Regions from separate parts of the Mus musculus genome. Here region 2 is linked to region 1. Evidence: chromatin contacts called from public promoter capture Hi-C data. All regions are on one chromosome and are shown on one strand. Each heading gives the region's core, a stretch centred on a gene start, on an enhancer-like site or on the middle of the called end of the contact. The rest is flanking DNA. Distances are from core to core; before and after follow the strand shown. Region 1 holds the start of Ldb1 (LIM domain binding 1). Region 2 overlaps Armh3 (armadillo-like helical domain containing 3).

The links. Promoter capture Hi-C pulls out the DNA fragments that hold promoters and counts their contacts.
Region 2: a promoter capture Hi-C map of cranial neural crest shows a contact between it and region 1. The contact joins the enhancer-like site here to the promoter of Ldb1 in region 1. A contact is called at or near these places in 1 of 39 promoter capture datasets (cranial neural crest), 1 of 484 Hi-C or Micro-C datasets (B cells), 3 of 115 datasets of contacts at active chromatin or transcription factors (bone marrow-derived macrophages, epiblast stem cells and fetal liver) and 3 of 9 other capture datasets (adipose tissue, liver and macrophages).

What each region holds. Positions count from the first base shown.
Region 1 is chr19:46,042,809-46,048,569 of GRCm38.p6, forward strand. It overlaps Ldb1 (LIM domain binding 1), which reads right to left and starts at 2,503. Exons shown (of 11, transcript NM_001113408.2): 1 at 2,022-2,503. The coding sequence starts at 2,046.
Region 2 is chr19:45,845,909-45,850,897 of GRCm38.p6, forward strand. Armh3 (armadillo-like helical domain containing 3) reads right to left here. Exons shown (of 26, transcript NM_198296.2): 24 at 200-278. Among named protein-coding and RNA genes, the nearest start is that of Kcnip2, 32 kb to the left of the region's middle. Within about 2 kb of position 1,358, at least 15 of the 459 cell types and tissues checked have an H3K27ac peak or open chromatin away from gene starts, as enhancers often do.

The DNA of each region.
Region 1 (5,761 bases), core at 1,253-3,752:
CATTCAACAAGACACCAGTCTGTCAGACTTCTTCATAATCAAGAAAAAGACTCTCTCAGCCATCCTTCCCCCCCCTCCTCTCTTCTCCTTCCTTCCTCCCTCTCCCTCTCTCTCCCTCTGCCAAGCTATCAGACATACAGACAGACCGTGAGTTTTGGGTCCTCCTACACACACACTTCTGTGCATGGGTCCTCTTCCTGTCTCCATATCAGCCACAAAGACTCTTCCCACTAATGCATGCAGGTAGTTGCCCCAATTCCAGGACCAATCTCCCATCTTCCCCCAGCCTGGCAACTTCTCCATATAAAACCTCTACGAATAAAAATTTAAGTTTCGGCCAGGTGGTGGTTGGCGCATGCCTTGAGTCCCAGCACTCAGGAGGCAGAGGCAGGTGGATCTCTGAGTTCGAGCCCTGCAGTTCCTGGTCTACAGAGCAAGTTCCAGGATAACCAGGATTGTTACACAGAGAAGCCCTGTCTTCGAGGGGAAAAAAATAAATAAGTTTCAGCCCACTAGCTTGTTTAAAGCCCTGCCTTACTTTGGGTCTTCATACATCACGTTGTAGGGAAATGACCCACCGGTGGGCTAAGAGCATGAACTACCTTGTCTAGCATTGGCCAAATTGTAAAAGCGAAAACACATACACAAACACACAAGTCAAATTGGTGGGAAGGCTATGAAGCTAGGCAGGATTCCAGCTTGGCAAGCTCTTCTCTCCTCCTCTTCTCCACCCTCTGCAGCAGGAGCCAGGGATTCCCACACCCGGATAGTCCAGGATCCTCAGGCTTTCCTCCTCCTGGGCCCTATGCCCCTAAAATGTCAGCCACAGCAGCCACTTGAAGTGTGGGCCCAACCCAGTCCAACTTGGCCAGAGTCACGTGATTTCCAAAGAAGATTCTGCACTAGCAGCTTCCCTGGGGGGATTGTGTATTTGTATGAATGTTGGGGTGCGGGGATACGGCGGGGGGGGGGGGGCTCCTAGTTCTGAAGTTTAGGCTTCTCAGAATACAGGACATACAGAGGGGCAAGAGATCCAGCCAGGCTAGACCCAGGACACTGACCACTGACTTTCTAGAGAAAGCTGCCTCCATCCTGGAAGGAAGGCCAGTTTGAGGACACAGAGTTATAAGGAAGGGGACCGACTATATTCTGGGATTCTCTTTAGACTAACCTCTCCCATCACATGGCTCAACTGTTCCCTCCTAGCACTTGTGGCCTTATACCCCGACCGTACAAGAAAAATCTCAAGGCACTCTCAGACACAGGTGTTCCCTGGCAAGCTCTGATACCTGTTAGAGAGGGTTGTGATTTGAATTTGAGTCCTCAAGTTTTCACTGGGGGGGGGGTGTCAAGCATTGCTCCCCCAACTCGAATCTGCAAACCACTCTTAACTTCACGGCCTACCTGGAACTGCTACACTCCCCCTCCCACGAAGACTGAGATAGCAGACCCAAGGGCCCAATTATCTGACACCCCCTAGGAGTGCTTTTTGTCCCTCAGGAGGGCCAACCTACCCTGGCAACAGACAGGAAAAGTTAAAGGGGGGTAAGATGGGCTCCAATCAACTCCTCCCCCAAACAGCATCCTAAGAAACAGCCCGAGGGGGGGAATGTCACAAAATATGTAAGAGGCAATAAACAGCAGGGAAGGGGGGGAAACCCAAATCAGCCAATCAGAACTCTACGATGACCTGAGGGGGGGGTCAAAAGTCCAAAGTCACTTCTGATTGGCTAACACCCTGGAATTCTGGGAATTTCAGTCCCCCCCCATCCCTCCCCAGTTAGCCTCCCCCCCCTCAAAAAAAAATTACAAGCCATCCTTAGCACCCCCTTCCCGTGCCGCTGGGCTGCTGCGTATTTATACAGATGAGAAAACCCGGCCCCGATCGAGGCCCCTCTAACTCTATACAGCCCCCGACCCCCACCATGCCTTCGATGCCCCCCACATACAAATCCTCTCCAAACCAGGGGTTAGGGGGCCGAAAGGGAGGGAGGGGCCAGGCGGCCTCGAGACCCACTCACCAGGACAGGCACAGCCCACTGACATCTTCACATCGCCCGCCGCTGGGGGCCCAGCCGAGTCACGATGCCCGCCCCTCGCAGGGACAGGCCGGGCATGAGCCGCTGCCGCCGCCCGCGGCCCCCGATGCCCGCGCCGCCGGCCCGGCCCGGCCTCTGCCCGGTGCGGGCCGCCCCTGCCTGCAGCGAGGGGCCTGTCAGGCGCGGAGCAGACAGGAAGGAAGCCAGGCAGGAAGGCGAGCTGCCTCTGCGTGTGTACGCGCGGGTGTGCGTCCCCGGAGTGTGTGTCCGTGTGTGCGCGTGTGCGTGTGCGTGTCTGTGCGCTCCCGCCGCCCTCCCCGCCGCCGCCCTCGCGCTCGCTCCCGTTCGTTCGCGCGTCCTCTCCCTCTCGCAAGCGCCGGCTCTCCGGCCAGAGTCGGGCTGGGCCGGGCTTTATTAATATGCTAATTGTCCTGGTAGTGGGAGGGGAGAGCCGTGTCAAAGTGACCCGGGCGAGCGCGGCGCGAGCGGCGACGTGCGTGCGCCGCGCGGCGAGGGGCAGGGAGCGCTCCCGGGAACGGCATGCGTGTGACGCAGCTCTTAAAAAACGAGACGGAGGCAGAGACCCCGGCGAGGGCGGGCGCCGGGGAGCGGGAGGAGGCGAAGCCTCACGCTCGGCGTCCGTCCTCCGGGTGCGCGGGGTTGGGAGCGTGGCTGAGCGGGAGCGGGGATTGGGGGAGGCGGAGCCTGGGTGGGTAGTGAGGTGTACCCTCTCTCCACCCCCGGGAGGGATGGGGCGCTGACCCCTGCCTGTGCTCTTTGCGGAGACCCTGTGTGGCGCGCTCCACCCGAAGCTGGGTGGGAAAAGGAGCACTCTCCTAATTCTCAGAGCAACCCCTAGACTCATCCCCTTTCTAAATTAACCAGACCATGCCTGCTAAACCAGTTGGGACTAGAGCTAAAAGGGTTAATTAAGAAGGGACCCCACCCTCCCCCGCCTAAGGGCCTGAGGTCCGCATTTTGCAAGGGGACACAAGGGCTGTGGTATGACCATTAGGCTGGGAAGGGGGGGAGCACTACCAAAGCCATCCTTTCCTCTTGCAGGCTCTGACGCACCAGTTAAGACACTTCCCTTCCCCCACTTTCTTCTTCCAGCCCTGGAGCCTTCTACCCACCCACCCCCATCCTCCGCCCCCTGGAAGCAGCTCCCTGTTTTGGAGGTGGAGAACAGGAAACCTACTCCTTCAGTGCCCCCTACCCATAGGGGCAGAGGCCGCGGGGAGGGTTGGGGGTGGGGCATCCTGGACAGTCAGTCTATCTTCCAAAGGGAGAACCCTCCCAACCTTCAGGCAGTCCTCAAGGACTCCTCAACCCAACCCATGGAAGGGAAGAACTCTTCCATCCCTTCTCCAAAGCCCAGCCCTAGCTGCCTCATAAACAGGAAATACCTATTAGCAGGGAGGAGGGGAGCTGCTAGAAGGAGTTCGGGGGGGGGGTGTCCCCCAAGCCTTAGCTTCTCTTAAGCTTCGTGGTGTATTCCCTGGGTAGATTCTGGGGGCTGGTATTCCCTGTCTAAGGTATCTGAACTAGACTGGTTACACTGGCTTCCCTCTTCCCTTTGTTGCTAAAATGGGGATTGTTTGAAAAAGGTGTTTGATTTCCCTACCCCGATTTAGGAGTTTGCACAGCTGGCTTGACTGTCCAGGGGAGAGTTACAAAGGTGGAGGTTAAGGTGCCATGAGACCACATATCCCAACCTTAGGGGTTTTTTTTGTTTTTTTTTGTTTTTGTTTTTTGGCTAAGGAGCAAGAGACCATGGTAGTAGAGTCTGATGATTGAAAGGAGGGCGTGCCTAGGAATGAGAATACCCCTCCCCCAGTGTTTAGAATATGGGGAGCTCCTCGGGATTACGCCGCCTGCCGTCGTCCCCGTCCCCACCAAGGGCATAGAAGGACTTGACAAAAAAAAAAAAAAAAAGACATCCACACACCAGCATTTCCTTGGCAGCATCCTCTGCCAGAGTCCATCTCCTTTCCACTTTCTTTCAGAGGTCAGCACTAGAGGGAGTGGAGAGGACCTAAGGACCTAAGGCAACAAATAGCCCCGAGTTCTGGATGCTCAGATTTGAATCCCTGCACAACCCCTCTTGAGCTGTATGACAGCCGACAGCCCCACCCTGAGCTTTACCGTCTGTAATTAGCTGGATGAGATATGAACCAGACAATGTGTACCCCGCATAGCCTCTCTCCCCATGTAGTACTACTGGTTAGACATTAGTACAAGTATGCCTTTTTTTTTTTTTGGTAAAGATTATTTCAAGGATGACAAGAGGGTGCTGAATGTGAGTTGATACAGAGGAAGGGGGATATCTTTCAGCCTTTTGACTCCTAATCTCTATCATCCATGAATGTGAATGTGCCTTCTCCCAGTCCTGGGACCACTTGCCCCTAAGGCCACTCATTCCAAACAACTAGCTAGACCAGATTCCAAGGTGATTCCGATCACCTACCTGGTGGACTGTGGGGATTTTCTCATACCCCACAGAGGTCTTCCTTCCTTTTGAATGAGAGATTCTTCTACGTTGGAGGTGTAGAAGGTGAAATACAAGGACGGAGATGAGGTGGAGATAGGTGCAAGGAAGGAGACAAAAATAAAACTGCAGGAGTGAACAAGGACCTGGCTCTGTGCTGGGTGTTCACACCTGTGGTCTCCTTTATAAGGACATTGTACATTTGGGTGTGAATGATGCCTGCCCACATCTGTGCATAGTTTCATGTGTGCATGCAGAGGTCAGAGGTCAACCTCTGGCGTACTTCCTCAGGAACCATCTTAATTTCCACACAATCCAGTATCACACAGTGAGCTGTAGGGCTCCCAGATTAGGCTAGGCTGGCTGACCCTGACCTCTGTGGAGCCCCAAGGCTATGTTCATCCCCACCGCTGGGGTTCCAGGCATTTAAGGCCACATCTGCATTGTTAGGTAGGTGCTGTGGAATCACACTCAAATCCTCATGCTTGCAGAGCAAACCACCTTAGCTTCTCCCTTGCCTGGAACCACTGATCCTCCTGCTCCTACCTCCCAAGTGCTGGGGCATCTCACCTGGAGTTCGAGGGGACCTTTGGAAGGGGCTGCTTATTGCCCATGTTGCACAAGCAAGCACACTGAGGGTCAGGGTTGGGCCACACAGCTCAGTCAGTGGTAGGGAGCACATGCCACAACCCTTGCAATTCTGCCTGTTGTCAGCTCCAAAACCCTGGGGTTCGGAGGGCTGAATACATCTTATTTAAAGGGGAGGAAGTTATTCTATGCATATGGTCTCTTGCAAGAAGAGACCTAGGAAAGAAGAGTGGAAGGATGAATAAAAAAAAAAAAAAAAAAAAAAAAGTACATGGCTGGAGAGATGACTCTGTAGCTGGCCTTAGAGACCCGCCTGCCTGCCTCTCCTGTGCCTGAGTTAAAGGTGTGTCCCCCTGGCTCACACAGGCTCTTCTTAGAAAAAGACTGGGGGCCAGGCTTGGGAGGCAGAGGCAGGCAGATTTCTGAGTTCAAGGCCAGTCTGGTCTACAGAGTGAGTTCCAGGACAGCCAGGACTACACAGAGAAACCCTGTCTTGAAAAATCAAAAAAGGCGACTAGGGTTCAATTGCCGGCACCCACATGGCAGCTCACAGTAATACATGCAGTCAGAACACCAATGTACATAAAGTAAAAATAAACTATTTAAGAAAACAACATTAATGGGGGCTGGAGAGATGGCTCAGCGG
Region 2 (4,989 bases), core at 108-2,607, 200 kb before region 1:
CTTCAGATGGCACAAGGGAAGGAGGGTTTACTAGGTTTAAAGAAGCAGCAAGCAATCTTGCACCAACTCTTCTCACCAGCCTGGTTTGACCATCCTACTCCTTCCTTTGCTCAAAGCTTAGTAACAGAGTCCCATTACTAGAAAGAGCTTCCTGATCCTTCCCACCAGCAAGGTCATTCTGGGGAGAGCAGTGGCTTACCTGTTCCTCCGACAGTTGAGATATGTGATTCACAGCAGCATAGGACTCAATTTTGGGATTAAAGTGATTGATGATGGCTCTGAAATAAAGAATTAACATTACTATGGTCCCAGATGGAATACAGTGACAATCCAGTTAATCAGGAGTGAGCAGCCTTGGGTTTATTCCTGTCAACTTGACATAAGCTACAGTGTCAAGCCTCCAGCACATTGGCTTCTAGGCAACCCTTAATGAAATTTCTTTGATTAGTGATTATTGATGTGGGAGAGCAATGCCACCTCAGGACGGGTGGTCCTGGATAGTATAAGAAAGCATGCTGAAGGACCAGAGAGATGCCAATGGTCAAGACTGATTGCTGTTCTTACAAAGAACCCAGATCACACGAGCAGCCACACTGGGTAGCTCCCAACTGTCTCCAATTCTAGGGGATCTGACACCCTCTTCAGGCCCCTAAGGATGCTGCATGTGCCTGGTATACACACATAGGCAAACACACACACACAGAAATAAAAGGAAGGGAAGGGGGAAGGGAAGGGGGAAGGGAAGGGGGAAGGGAAGGGGGAAGGGAAGGGGGAAGGGAAGGGGGAAGGGAAGGGGGAAGGGGGAAGGGAAGGGGGAAGGGAAGGGGGAAGGGAAGGGAAGGAAGAGAAAGAGAGAGAGAAAAGCATGCAAGTGAGCAAGCTGAGCAAGCCACGAAGACAATGCACATGGCCTGTTTCAGCTCCGCCTCTGGTTCCTGTCTTGAGTTCCTGCTTTGACTTTGCTCTGAGGGAGTGACCTGGAATCTGTAAGATGAAATGAACCCTTTTCTCTACAAGTTGCTTCTGGCTACGGTGTTTATCACAGCATGAGAACAAGCACAACTGTCCTCTTCCTAAGCATGAGGCTAAAAATTATGACCTGGAAACCAACATGGGAAGGATTTAATAACTTACAGAAGGATAGAATCAAATGCCTCTGATGTGCAAATGAACTCAGAGAAAAACATAAAAACAAAAATCATGCTAAGACTTCCTGAGATGAAAAAGGTCCCAGGGGGTGTCCACTAGGGGGCCATGGTGCTCCAATCAGAACAAGCAGTACAGGCTAACATGTAGATAAAATACAGTCTCTGAGGAAGCTAAGCTTTATTAAAGCTGACATTCAGTCTTTATGCTTGTTAGTATTAGTTCCAAACCATAATTTAAATTCTATGCATTGAAACCAAGATCAGAGTGTATCACTTGATCACATCTGAAGTCACCACAGCTGGTTACATTTACCTCTCCAAAAAAAAATCTCTGAGGGTCTGGAGAAAAAGTGCTTGTTAAGCAAACACAAGAACCTGAGTTCAGAGACCCCAGCACCAATATAAAAGCTGAGCATAGTTGTGTGCCTGCGTCCCCAAATAGTGCGTGTGTTTTTGTGTGTGTGTGCACTTGCGCATACATGTGTTCATGTAGAGACAGAGGGTTGGGTGGCTAGCCAGTGTAGTGAAACATAATGAACTCCAGATTCAGTGAGAGGAGATTGTGTTTTTAAAAATTAGGTTCCCATGGCTACAGTAGTGTCATGAATATGAATGGTAACTACTTTCTGCTTGTTTATAAAGGCCTGCTGCACAGATGGAAACACATGTCTAGTACTGCAAATCTGGCCTAGAACCGAAGGTTGAAAAGCTCAGAGGTCCCAGGAATGAACCTACTACTACTGTCCAGCTCAATGAATTTAATGTCAAACTGCCCTACAGATCTGTATCTCTCAACCATGGCCTACTGTAGCTCTCACACCTCATCAGAGAAGGAACTCACACTTGGTCAAGCACAGAGAATCAGGGTCAGTGGAGTGCTCAGCCACATATGGAACACATCTATATCACACCCCCTCTAGTAGGTCCAGGATCACCGTCGATGATGGAATGGAAGGCTCCAAGAGCCAGAGATCAAGGCGAAGAGAGCAAAATGCTCTCTTCTGAGTCCTATCAGTCATGTGCTCCCAGCAGCTGGAGCTGCCTGTACAAATCCAGCCATTCACCGGTGTAGCACAGGTACCCACTCCTAACTGAGGAGTTGTGAACAGATGATGGTTTCTGGGGGAGGGAGAGGATTTTATTAAAGGATGTGGCTCCTGGTAACATGACCATACTCTGGTAATGCCTCACACCCAGGAGTATATAGATGGGCAGCACAAATTGCAGTGAATGGGTTATTAAAAAAAAAAAAAAAAGGATGATATACACAAAGTTAGGGGTATATTAAGAAGGGAATGTGGACCTGGGAGAAGTTAGAGGGAAGAGTTGGGGGTAAATATGATTGAAGTACACTATAAAATTCCCAGAGAATTAGCAAAAATACTAAAACATCCATAGTGGAGAGGAGTTGATGGGGTAAGGAGAAGCGTGTTCTTTAGTGGTGTATCCAGCGGGAAGGAGCCCATGCTCCCATAAAATAACCTTTACCCATGTTTATGTAAGCAGCCTTAATACTTAATGGGGTCACACATACCAAACAGGGCCATTAAAGTAGAAGGGGTCCATGGGGGTGAAAGTGGGGCAAGAGAAGGCAACTGGGGCATGGATATTACCACAATATGTCAAATACATGAACGAAAATATCCCAATAAAATTAATTATGTTAACATATACAAATACAAATAAAAATTGTAGGTAATGTAGTCTACTGAGAAGACTGTAGATTGGTCCTCTCTCTCATCCATTACGGATCTAACGTAACTCTTCCATCGATGGCTGCAACTTCCCAGGTCTAAGATATAGCACATGGGGTGGGTGGGTATGGGGGACTTTTGGTATAGCATCGGAAATGTAAATGAGCTAAATACCTAATAAAAAATGGAAAAAAAAAGATATAGCACATGGATGAAACATACCGAAGTCTTTTATGAACAATAAATAAATCCTAGTTTTTATCCAGGAGACCAGAATAGAATGACTGTTTCCATTCCTGAGTTCCCTGGAAGAGTCAGGCAGTCTCTAACAAACCCTTTGAGCAGGAAGGGAAACAAAGTAAAGGTGTTTACTGGTAAAGATTCTTCAAAGTTTTACACTAAAATGATCTCTTTAAGGTCACCAGACTTACATTAAGTGTCTGAGGGAACACAGGGGTGACTGCCTGACGGTGCTCAGAGCTTGGAAGCTCAGGCCCCACATTCAGAAGAGGCATAGTCCTTATTTTCAACTGTGATGATCAGGGAAAGGGTCTCCATTTTGCCTTCTGGGGTTTGGTCATATGGAATGCTATTTCTCTTCACCACCAAAAGACCTGAGTCTTATTTTTCCCAGAAGGCCTAGTTAAAATAACACTATTTCCATGAACAACACATAATGAAAAAAGAAACAAAACCCAAAACAAAAAACCCAAATCCAAGGACTTTAGATATAGAGAAAGAAGTCCCCAGTTAAAATCCTGATTCCTCACTCAGCACTGTGGCACATACCTATAATCCTAGCACTCAGGAGGTTGAAGGATTTAAGGCCAGCCTAAGTAAAGGAGACTCTGTCTCGAAGCCGGGCTTGGTGGCGCACGCCTTTAATCCCAGCATTTGGGAGGCAGAGGCAGGCAGATTTCTGAGTTTGAGGCCAGCCTGGTCTACAAAGTGAGTTCCAGGACAGCCAAGGCTACACAGAGAAACCCTGTCTCAAAAAACCCAAAAACAAAAACAAAAACAAAAAAAGAGACTCTGTCTCAAAATACAGAGATCCCGATGAATCTCAGTGGGAAAGCATCCACCCAGCATGTGCAAGACCTTAGGTTAGATCATTTAGTAGTGGGAAAATCCTGACTCTTCTACTTATTTGCCGTAGGAATCAAGCACTGGCTTTTTCATGTTTTCCTTACTTCTCTTCTCTTCTCTTCTCTTCTCTTCTCTTCTCTTCTCTTCTCTTCTCTTCTCTTCTCTTCTTTCTTTCTTTCTTTCTTTCTTTCTTTCTTTCTTTCTTTCTGAGATTTATTTATTTTATGTATGTAAGTACACTGTAGCTGTACAGATGGTTGTGAGCCTTCACGTGGTTGTTGGGAATTGAATTTTTAGGACCTCTGCTTGCTCTGGTCAACCTCACTCACTCCAGTTGGCCCCACTCTCTCCGGAAAACTCCGCTGTTTGCTAGTCCCTGCTTGCTCCAGCCCAAAGATTTATTTATTATTATATACTGTAGCTGACTTCTGATGTACCAGAAGAGGGCGTCAGATCTCATTATGGGTGGTTGTGAGCCACCATGTGGTTGCTGGGATTTGAATTCAGGACCTTTGGAAGAGCTATCTCACCAGCCCTTTTTTCTTTTTTCTTATATACCATCTCACTAACTTGCCCCAAAGGTAAGAAGTGAATGTGTGTGTGTCTCTCGGAGTGTACGTGTCTGTATGCATGTGTATCTCTCTGTGTGAGTGTGTGTATCTTTGTGCATGTATGTGTGTGTCTCTACGGGTATATGTATCTGTATGTGAGTGTGTGTGTGTGTGTGTGTGTGTGTGTGTGTTTTGCTGCTGATTACCAGTAAGCTAAATCCTCATCTGTTTTTTGTTTGTTTGTCTGTTTAGTTTTTTTTTAAATATTTATTTATTTATTTTATTGTATGTAAGTACACTGTAGCTGTCTTCAGACACTCCAGAAGAGGGCATCAGATTTCGTTATGGATGGTTGTGAGCCACCATGTGGTTGCTGGGATTTGAACTCAGGACCTTTGGAAGAGCAGTCGGCGCTCTTAACCGCTGAGCCATCTCACCAGCCCCTAGTTTTTTCTTTTAAGCAATTTCTCCTGTCCTTGAGCATCCTGTGATATAGTATACAATATACTA